2 separate regions of the Zea mays genome follow, and region 1 is linked to region 2. The links are chromatin contacts, called in public Hi-C maps. All regions are on one chromosome and are shown on one strand. The core of a region is the stretch at or near the end of the contact, and the rest is flanking DNA. Distances in the headings are between cores, read along the strand shown. Region 1 holds the start of LOC100277340. Region 2 overlaps LOC541707 (bifunctional dihydrofolate reductase-thymidylate synthase).

Region 1 (5,019 bases), core at 736-3,235, 45 kb before region 2:
GGAGGCCATCCACACGCGTTCCTCGTCGATGATGCGTTGTTGATGGAAGTAGGACTCACATCGGTTACGGAACACCAATGTATCAGTTTTGCCATCATACTTTGGGAAGTCCAACTTCTGGAACCGCGGGGTCGATCCTTGTGATGATCACCGGTGTGTTATCCCTTCCCGCCCATCGCAGAGGACTCGACTCGGCGGTTCTACTGGAGTTCAGCGACCGAAAGCTTGAGGGATTCCACCGTTGCTACAAGGGATTGGATGATGGTGACTAGGTCGAATGTGTTGGGTTTCACCATAGCAACCATAGCAGAGGTTGATGAGGCTGCGTCGGATGGTGGTGAAGAGATGGATTTGGGTGGCGGAAGTGGTGGGGAGGATGGCATGGCCTCTGATACCAAGGTGTTATGGCGTGGCTGGGTGTCTAGGGTTGGTAGCAGTGGTGGCGCGCCCAAGCTGCATAGGGTGTAGCCGCTGGTAGAGGCAGGGCGAGGTTTTTCCCCTCTGCTCCCTATGTTGCTGGTAGAGAAGAGGAATAGGAGATAGATGAATTACTGCTTGATTCCATTACATGCATCATGTGGCTTATATAGTCCTTGATCTAACAAATTTTCCTAAAAACTCTCATTGATCTAACAAACTTTCCTAAAATATCTCCTAAAAACTCTCCTTATCTTATTTGCTAACAATTCTATCCTTATCTATTTGCTGAAAACTCTCAACAAACTCTACTTGGCCAATCACATCTTGATCTGGCCCATTACATCTTGACCGCGCCCCTGGTCTAGCCGGCGTCGTGCAAACGTCCGGCCCCACATGACACTTGTAACATCCTTGCCTACTATATATCAATTATTCAGTTACGGTAACAAACATGCTAGTAGACAGACTACATATATAATCGACCCAAGGACTAAAGTGCCTGGTAATCAAATAAATTGGTCCATGAATCAATAAATCAATGGACAACATGTGAAAATATCATGACTAAGAACCAAACTGGCGGACATGAGTGATATTTACAAGATCACATGTATGACACACAAGGCCATAATAAACATTGTCAAAAGAAGAATACTCCAGCTAATTCCATATCTATGAATCTACCACATGCACATACATCAGCATATGTTACGTGGTGTCACCTCATGATATCAGTAGCTGTAGATATGATAATATGGCCAATAGCTCACGTGTTCCATTGCAGTTCTTTCTTTATGCGTATAGTAAATGCAACATCTTTCTAAAAACCTCGGAGAGACAACATGGTGTGCAAGAAGTGAAATAGTACATGGTTAAAGGCTTGCCTACAGAAAACCTCGGAGAGACAACATGGTGTGCAAGTGGATTGCGATTTGCTTACCTACTCCCATCTCGCGAAGAATCTCCTCTTGTATTTCAGTGGTCACGGCCACAGCCTCCTACAAGGTGAGCAAAGCACAAACATACTGTAACTTTCACATACATGTCCAGGCCTTCACATGCAAATTTGGGCTAAATGGACCGGATAATCGCTTCACAACGCCCCACATTACAAGGTCCAAGCTAAAAAATTTAAGTAAACCAAGGCAATCGCACTGTGTAATTGAAACGTCAGGCTAATCCGACAAAGATGTGGCCAGGCAGAAAACCTAACATTTCAAGAACCGCCACCCAACGAGCCCCATCCCCCAAAAGTGACAGGGAACGCTGAAATGGCGGGCGTGTTGCGCGGGCTTCGCACCTGCTTGTCCCTGACGGCGTCGGCAATCCGCTGCTTGACCTCTGGAACGCGGGGACAGGGAACGAAGATTAGGGGAAACCGGATAGGCGGAGGATGGGGAGCGAACCGGAAACGCGGCGGAGACGGGGACCGACCGGGGAGGGAGGTGACGAAGGAGAAGCGGGAGAAGAGGTGGAGCAGCTGCTCCCTCGTCATCATGGTCTCGCCGCCGGCCGCCGCCATGTCCGTTGCCAGCTGCCCAGCTGCCGCGCCCCCTTCCAGCACCAGCAGCCTGGTGGTTCTGGTTCGAGTGGTGCGTGTGTCTCTATTCGTATCTTTGGAAGGAAAGAGTGGACAAATGGCGCTCGTTAAATGATGAATCTGGCAAAAATAAATATGGGCCGTTTGTGGTCGGGGCTCCTGTCGACAACATTAGGGGTGGGCACTTTTTTATCATAAACCGAAAATCGAACCGAACCGAATTGAAATTTCGGTTTTTTCGGTAGTTCGGTTCGGTTTTTGTATTTAAGAAGTTCGGTTTGCGGTATCGTAATCGGCTTTTCCCGTATACCGGACCGAAATACCAAAAAAACCGAATACCAAATTTTATCAATTCTCAAATTTAACTATTCGATTATGTGAACTAAATGTGTGATACAACTAAATTGTTATTCACTTGTTTGTATGTGATGTATGATGTATCTCTAAATATTTGTATCTATATAATTTTTACTTTTTAAAATTACGTGTAATGTATCATGTAAACTTATTGTAAGTATTGTCTTGAGTATAAGTTTGGTATTCGGTTTTTACCGAAAAACCGAAACCGAACTACTCGGTTTTTCATTTTCTAGAAAACCGATCGGTTTCTAATGTCTAAAAAACCAAAGTTTTTTAAAACCAAAAAACCGAACCAAAGTTTAGAAAAAAAACCAAATGCCCAGCCCTAGACAACATGGGCTGCGAGGGTGAGGCTGCATCCAACGGGACTCACTTGAATGTGGATTACGAATGTGTGCACACAAATCCACATAAAACTTGTTTGTATTTGCAACGAAGCATGCAAGCAAATAGGAGAGTGCCCATGTATGAATTACAGACAAAACTATCATCGATCGGGTCTCTCGCTCAATAATTATGCTTTGTAATGAATTCTAGGCTGAGCCTCATAGTTTATTTGAACTGTATAAACTGCATAAAGGCACAAGATCAGCTGGGAGCGCCTTGTTGCTTGCAAATAAATTGGCAACATAAGTTCAGTTTTGACACGTTGTTCAGTGTTCACACACAGTGACACAGTGTCGCATATATGGACGATCATCGAGACGGTGTTCTTCTTTGACAGACACATCGTTCAGTGTTCATCATCGAGACACATCGGCGACGAAGTCCCGGACGACGGTCCGAACGGCGACGGGGATCCTTACCGAGTGCCGCTTGGCGTCGTCCAGCCACGTCAGGCTCCCAAACGCGTAGCCGCCCTGCACTCTCTGCTTCGCCACGAACGTCACCTTGAACGTGGCGTTCCTGACGCCGCCTCTCTCGAAGGCGATCACCGGCGGCGCCACGTCCATCGCCACGCCGGCCGGCGCCTCGACCACGGCCCGGTACGTCGCCTCCACCGGCCCGACGTTGGTGACGGTGCGCGAGACCGTGACGGAGTCGTACATGAGGTTGGGCACGGCGATGGACGGGAGGTTGAGGCGGTCGACGCGGTCGTCCAAGCTTTTGTACTCCTCCGGCTGGATGTCGTACACTAGGCCGGGGTCCATGGCCCTGTCCGGCGCTATGAGGCCGCCGCCCATGTCGAAGGCGTCGGCCGGTTTCCTTTGCACCGAGTTGGCTTGGATTGGCAGGCCGAATCGATCGGTCACCGACGCTGAAGCGCAGATGCGTATAGCATAGATTGTTAGCAATAATTGATCGATCTCTGCTTGAATTTAATTTTATATAATTATATGTGCTTTACCTGTGGTAACAATGGCAGACTTGATCATGGCAGGTGACCAGTCCGGGTGAACCGACTTGAGCAAGGCGACGACTGCGGAGACATGAGGGCATGCCATGGATGTCCCAGACAGGAGCACGTACGAGTCACGCTTGGCTGCCAAGATGCTCACTCCAGGGGCAGCTATGTCGGGCTGTCGTCCGTCGTCCAAACAGAGACACGTTGTGATATATAAGTACATTGATTCATGAAGATGAATGTGTGTACCTCATCATGTGTAACAGCTAGCTAGCAGAGATCATCAAATACACATGCATACTTCACCTTGAGCACGGAGGGGAACTCTGCGCTGGGGCCCCTCGACGAGAACGTCGCGATCCTCGGTGAGGCGACCTGGGGCCCGACCATGGTCGCCGCCGGCGAAATCCTGGCCACATTGCTGGTCACAGCCGATCGACAGGATCAGACATCACGTCATATCGTGTCGTCGTTCTATTTCAATTTTTTCATTCCTAAATTAACCAATGAATAGGGTAGCAGCAGCTAGCTAGCTAGCAGCTGGTTGTACGAGGAGACAAGCTGATCGGTCGATCGAGATGAGCCTTGGTCTGGGTCTGCATGCATCAGTACCTGTCGCTATTTAGGATCGTGTATATGGTTTCTTTGTCCACGACGACGCAGGGCAGGTGGCCTTGGCAGGAGGCCTGGCCGTCGAGGACGTCGGTACTGTACTGCTCGAAGATGACGCCCTTGGCCCCGCCGGCGATGGCGGCTCGGCTGGCCCAGCTAAACTGCGCCGTGGGAGGATAGTTGGACTTGAACTCCGGCGCTCGGCATACCATGATTTTCCCGGTGATGTTTTCCGACCGCAGCTTCTCCGCGTCGTCGCAGCTGATGATGCATGCAGGATGATGATGAGTGGAGGTCGTTTCACGTTTAGTTCAGTGCCACGTGTGCAGTGACTACCTTAGATATGATGAATTCTAATCACAAAAATATATGAACGTAATCAGTGGCGAATCTAGCCGATCAGCAATGTTAGCTTTATTATATAATACATTTTTTGAAAAACTTTCATAGTGTTTTGCTAAAATATTTATAAATTTTATCGGGATCAGGACTCCGACAAACCTGCTAAATTCGCCATGAATGTAATACCGAATTCTTTTTAGAAAAAATAATCGATCTACCCTTTTTTCCCTAAGAATTTAATCGGTCCGTGCTTAGATTATCATTATATTTGTGCTGTAATAATAATACGAAAGCAATTTAAAGTGCATGCATGAGGGCGTTACCCAGTGAAAGCCATCAAATGGCGCCAAGCGAAGTCGTCGTTGCTCGTCGATGCCGCCGCCGATCGGTTGCGGTAATA
Region 2 (4,781 bases), core at 2,020-4,519:
GTGCAGCCCCTAGCCCTAAAGAAGTTTTCTTCGGCGGCATGACGAAGGTCACGGCTTGCCGAAGGTGGTCGATTGAGTTCACTGGAGGTGGGCGCCAATGTTGGGGACTTGTTCTCAAATGCTATGAATTAAGAACAAGGCAACACAAAATATTAATGGTTAAGGCCCTTCGTCCTTCGAAGCATTATCTCCATTAGGATATAATGATCTTCGGACGAAGGTCATGAAGGACGTACCTTCATCATCGCAGTATATATTAATGAAATAAGAAGCATATGAAACCTGAGAAATAACATGAATAATCATATGACATCATTAATATATATTTGTTATGTCATCATGAATGAACATGAACAATATCGAATTACATTTGTACCTTTGGCTTGACAGAAGGCAAAAGTCCAAGTGTGACGCGCAAGTGAATACAAGTCTGTGTGAACAGTACGGGGGTACTGTTCATCTATTTATAGGCATAGGGTGTAGCCTATGTAAAATTACATTCATGCCCTCAACAAATAACTATAAACATGACACAAACTATCATGGATTGATCGGTCTTTTCCTCTTTAAGTCGATTCTGTTTTCTGCTGCTGAGCCGAAGCTTCCCTGCGCGTAGCTTCGAAATTGATTCAACCTTCGTCCTGACCACGCTTTTCATATTGTGTACATCTTTACTCCAAGTCCGAAGGTTCATGTAGATATATTATACTTGAGAAACATTGTTAATCGTGTTTTTTGAGGACCTTCGGAAGACGAAGGCCCCCAACAGCCTACGTAGTAGAGCGATTCTATTTCCCTTTTCTTATACATATAGACGATGGATGATGCTTAGGTCGCAACCGCAACCGCAGTAAAAGCAAGTCAGTCTGTTGCTCTAGTCGCTAGAAGGAAAAGGTACCCGACAGGGAGCCGAAGTCTGCCACCTCGCTCCTTCTTTTTCCTTTTTTGTTCTATTTTTGTATCTCTTGTTGGGTTTTAGCTTGAGCCTACCCCAACTTGCTTGGGGCTTAAAAGCTTCATTGTTGTAGAGGTTGCTTTGTTCTGCCAATGTTTACTCTTACTAGAGTAACACATTGCAAGTGACGAGAACTTTAAAAAAGGAAGTTGCATACCTTAATTGCATTCTGCATCGCTTGCTGTCGATTCATGTCCATTAAACGGACCATGCAATCAGGTTGCTTTTCTGATTTAGTAACTATTAATAAACCTTCTTGTGTTCATAAAAAACACAATACATAACATATCTGACCTCGACTTCAATGATACCAACATATTATGTGCACTTTTTAGCTCACTCATATTGATAGTGCCCATAATATAAGCAAGTCGAGGAGCCATTCCACATGCCATATAGACTGAAAAAGGGTCAAACTGATAGTCAAAAGAATTTCTTACCTAGCTTTAATTTGTATATGTAAAATTCTCAATAGACAGTTTAGTTATATATGCACCCGACGTATTCAAAGATGTTCCTAGGAGTCAATACCTCAGCCTTTAGTGCATCTAACAATGTCGTTAACCTCTCTTTAGCTGAATCTATATGACCGCGTATGAATAATCGAAGCAACAACCATAAAGAATTCAAATACACCTGAATGCATGAAAAATCATTCAGTTCTCCAAGCAATCTATGTTTAAAGTAAAATAACCAGCGATAGATGTAATACCCCTGCTGCCTCACAATATTTTTTCTCAAGTTCCTTCATCTCTATTGTGGCTGATGTAGGAACAATGCTCGCCCCATCGTGTTGAACTCCTCGGTGCGCTCGCTACCCTACTTGGCATGGTGTGCCGGCTTGCCACGCTCGGCATGGTGGTTGCCCTCCTCCAAGGCATGTGCTGAAAGAGCCAGCGGCGGCGGTAGCGCCCTCAGCCGCATCAATGAAGCTGAAGGGATGGTGGCCTGTGGTGGCGGTGGCACAAGTTGCTAGACGGTGAGGGCAAGGGGCGGGGGTGTTGTCGTCTGGTGTGTATCGTCATCGAGGAGGCCGAAGCCATCTTCGCAGGAGGCCATGTATGGCAGTTCGTGGCGGCTCTAGGGTTACGTTGTAGGATCCAATCTAGCCACGACCCATAGCGATAGAGCAGTGCGGAAGACCAGGCGCGCGAGGGGTGACTTTGTGGTGTAAGAGAGCGAGGATCGAGCGAGGTGGTGCATGGCAGAGCGTGTCGAGAGGTGGGCTCGAGCTGACGGCACTCGTATGGCAAGGGGGCGGTTAGGTTAGAGAGGGGTGCAGGGAAGAGGGATGGGATGAAGCGGGATGGATCGTAAGGGGAACAGGGAGACGACTAGAGATGGCAACGGGTACAAAACCGCTAGGTTTTGCCATCCCAAACCGGTACCCCATCGAGTTAGCGAGTACCCATGGGTTACTCGCGAGTTTCATCTCCAATATGTTTGTTCTTCTCATAATCAATAAGTATTGTAATGATTAATGAGATCATGGTCCAAAATTTATGTGATAAACCACGAGTTCATGATTTGATATAAAAATTATTAGTAGAGAGAATGAAATACAAATAATAAGTTGTATAATCAAGTAACCTTGCACTAAGTTATTCATCCACCACATATATAACGCTAGTAAAAACTATAATAGCAAGCAAGAAACACTCTCACCAACTATTTATACATTCACCATTTGATAAAAATTAGGAAGTAATAGGGAGATAACAAGTTTGTTGTTTGTTTATAAAATAAAATGACAATACGCATAAGGTTTGGTCGGGTTTAAAAAACCCATAGGTTCACGGGCTTGGGTACTGTAGAAACAATATGCAACTACTTTGTTTGCATGACCCTAATCTCACCACTTTGTTGAAGTTGATGAGGATATAATAGCTTAGGAGAAATATGTTTGGTAACATTGCTTTTGATATAACCTTGTTGCATCTGAGCAACACATGCTACATTATCGTCATAGATAATGGTAAGTGATTCAATGGAATGAATCCCACATGATGATTGAATATGATCAATCACCCTTCGAAACCAGACACATTCACGCGAGGCACAAAAGGTCGTTCTTTATTGAATAACATTGCTGATAACATATTTTGGAAAACTGAGAAATGAAAAATCGCGTCTTTCTTCATTGAATAAAGCAATGTATTTATACATGTTCTCAACCTAACAGGAGACACAGGCAAAGGTAGTGACCCTTCGCCCAGGAACCGAAGGAACGGGAACGTGCTTAAAAGCCACCTCCCTTGAAGCCCTGTAGACCGGAAGCAATAGAGTAACTGCTTATACTCTATAACAAGCGGCAGGGCGCCCAACCCAGCCTGTGCCTGCTCAATCCCCACTCCCCCAAGCGGCCAAGCCATCCATGGAACGTGTCTGGATTGGCAAGGCAGAAGTCGATGGTTGCTATATAAGCTCCGAATATCCACAGTGCTAGGAGCGATGGCAAAGGCTCATGGCTCCAGCCAAGAGGAACCAGGAATCCAGGCCTAACGAAACTTGATTTGAATTAAAAAAACAATGAAATGAAAGAGGGTCAACTCTACAAAACTCGCAGGGGTCGCATCGTACTACAATTTCCAACATCTTTGAGTTTAACTGACAGGACAGTTGCAGGATCACTTGAGACTTCACGCTCCAACCAAATCGTACACCGCCGCTGCAAGTGCAAGCGCTAGCCCGACTTCGGCAAGCACGGCGCTAGGCTTTCTGCCCCCCAGAAAGCACAAGAAAAACGCAACAGAATGTGTTCTCAAAACCCTACCAGCAAGTCGTTATCTTGTGACCAAACTGCAAAGTGAAATAGGCAATCAAACACCAAACAGTACGGGAGTTCTCCCAGGTACACGGCAACTTCGGTTACATAATTCTCACGAGGTACTGGACTGGCGCAATCGTCACAGCCTCATGGGGGCCGGCACACACCCAGTAGGCCCTTGCAACAGGGTATGCCTAGATCATCCCTCACACTCGCAATCGAGTAATCAACTGGCTCCAGATAAAAGGGAGCCGATTTTGTAGAGTTGACTTAAGCGACCATAGTACGCAAATCGCAACTGATAAATCAGAGAAAACGTCTCCCACTGAACATTCAGCACCATCACCAAAAACAAGCTAGTGCGGTGTCCGGTTAATTTTTATGTAGTACCAGTCCTACTGATTACATCCACCGAGTCCATAGGATGGGGGGCTCCAGCCAAGCCACCTGCAAAAATTAACAAAGCAAAGCGTGAAGCAACTATACCAAAATTTTGCTGCCTATATGCATCTAGTTCCACACTCTACAGTGACAAATCGATGAAAAGACCAGTGCATGACAACATGAAGCGTCCATGTAATTGACAGATAAAATTAATCCCAAAAATGCATACTAACGAGAACTAGAACTCTGTTTTGTACCGGCGAGCAAGCAAACTTGTAATGACAAAAGATAATGACAATCCATCAGGAGAAATGATAGGATATCTATATTACCATTACACTGCCATTTTCATCTCTATCTTCTGGTGGGGGTCATAGCCAACCAGCTTGAAGTCTGATGCCATAAAAGAATCTATATCCTTTTTTGAAGGATTTATCTTCAAAATCTGTGCATAAGGCCCACATAGAACTTAGAAGATGCATGGTCACAGAAAGTAAACAAAAAGAAACATCAAAACAGTTCTATTAGGAGTGGCTCACTGGAAATGGTTTAGGCATCTTCTGAATTTGCTCCTCCAGTGCTCGAACATGGTTTCTATAGACATGGGCATCCCCTATAACATGGACAAAATCTCCAGGAGAAAGATCTTGCAAGATTAAGACACAAAAGGTTAAA

The links. A called contact is a pair of places that touch in the nucleus more often than the background predicts.
Region 1: a contact with region 2 is called in a Hi-C map of ear, with 2.8 times the contacts expected there. The contact joins the promoter of LOC100277340 here to the enhancer-like site in region 2. A contact is called at or near these places in 7 of 25 Hi-C or Micro-C datasets (bundle sheath, ear, leaf and 1 more).

What each region holds. Positions count from the first base shown.
Region 1 is chr2:227,826,467-227,831,485 of Zm-B73-REFERENCE-NAM-5.0, reverse strand. LOC100277340 reads right to left here and starts at 1,985. Exons shown (of 7, transcript NM_001150934.2): 1 at 1,855-1,985; 2 at 1,721-1,761; 3 at 1,361-1,418. The coding sequence starts at 1,942. LOC100193256 (putative subtilase family protein) reads right to left here. Exons shown (of 10, transcript NM_001358698.1): 6 at 4,943-5,019; 7 at 4,278-4,538; 8 at 3,972-4,086; 9 at 3,669-3,840; 10 at 2,898-3,578. The coding sequence ends at 3,064.
Region 2 is chr2:227,782,744-227,787,524 of Zm-B73-REFERENCE-NAM-5.0, reverse strand. It overlaps LOC541707 (bifunctional dihydrofolate reductase-thymidylate synthase), which reads right to left. Exons shown (of 12, transcript NM_001348567.1): 10 at 4,646-4,752; 11 at 4,439-4,551; 12 at 3,713-4,169. The coding sequence ends at 4,441. Among protein-coding and RNA genes, the nearest start is that of LOC541707, 14 kb to the right of the region's middle. Within about 2 kb of position 3,269, at least 5 of the 20 cell types and tissues checked have an H3K27ac peak or open chromatin away from gene starts, as enhancers often do. A contact at or near this core is called in ear, where this site is marked.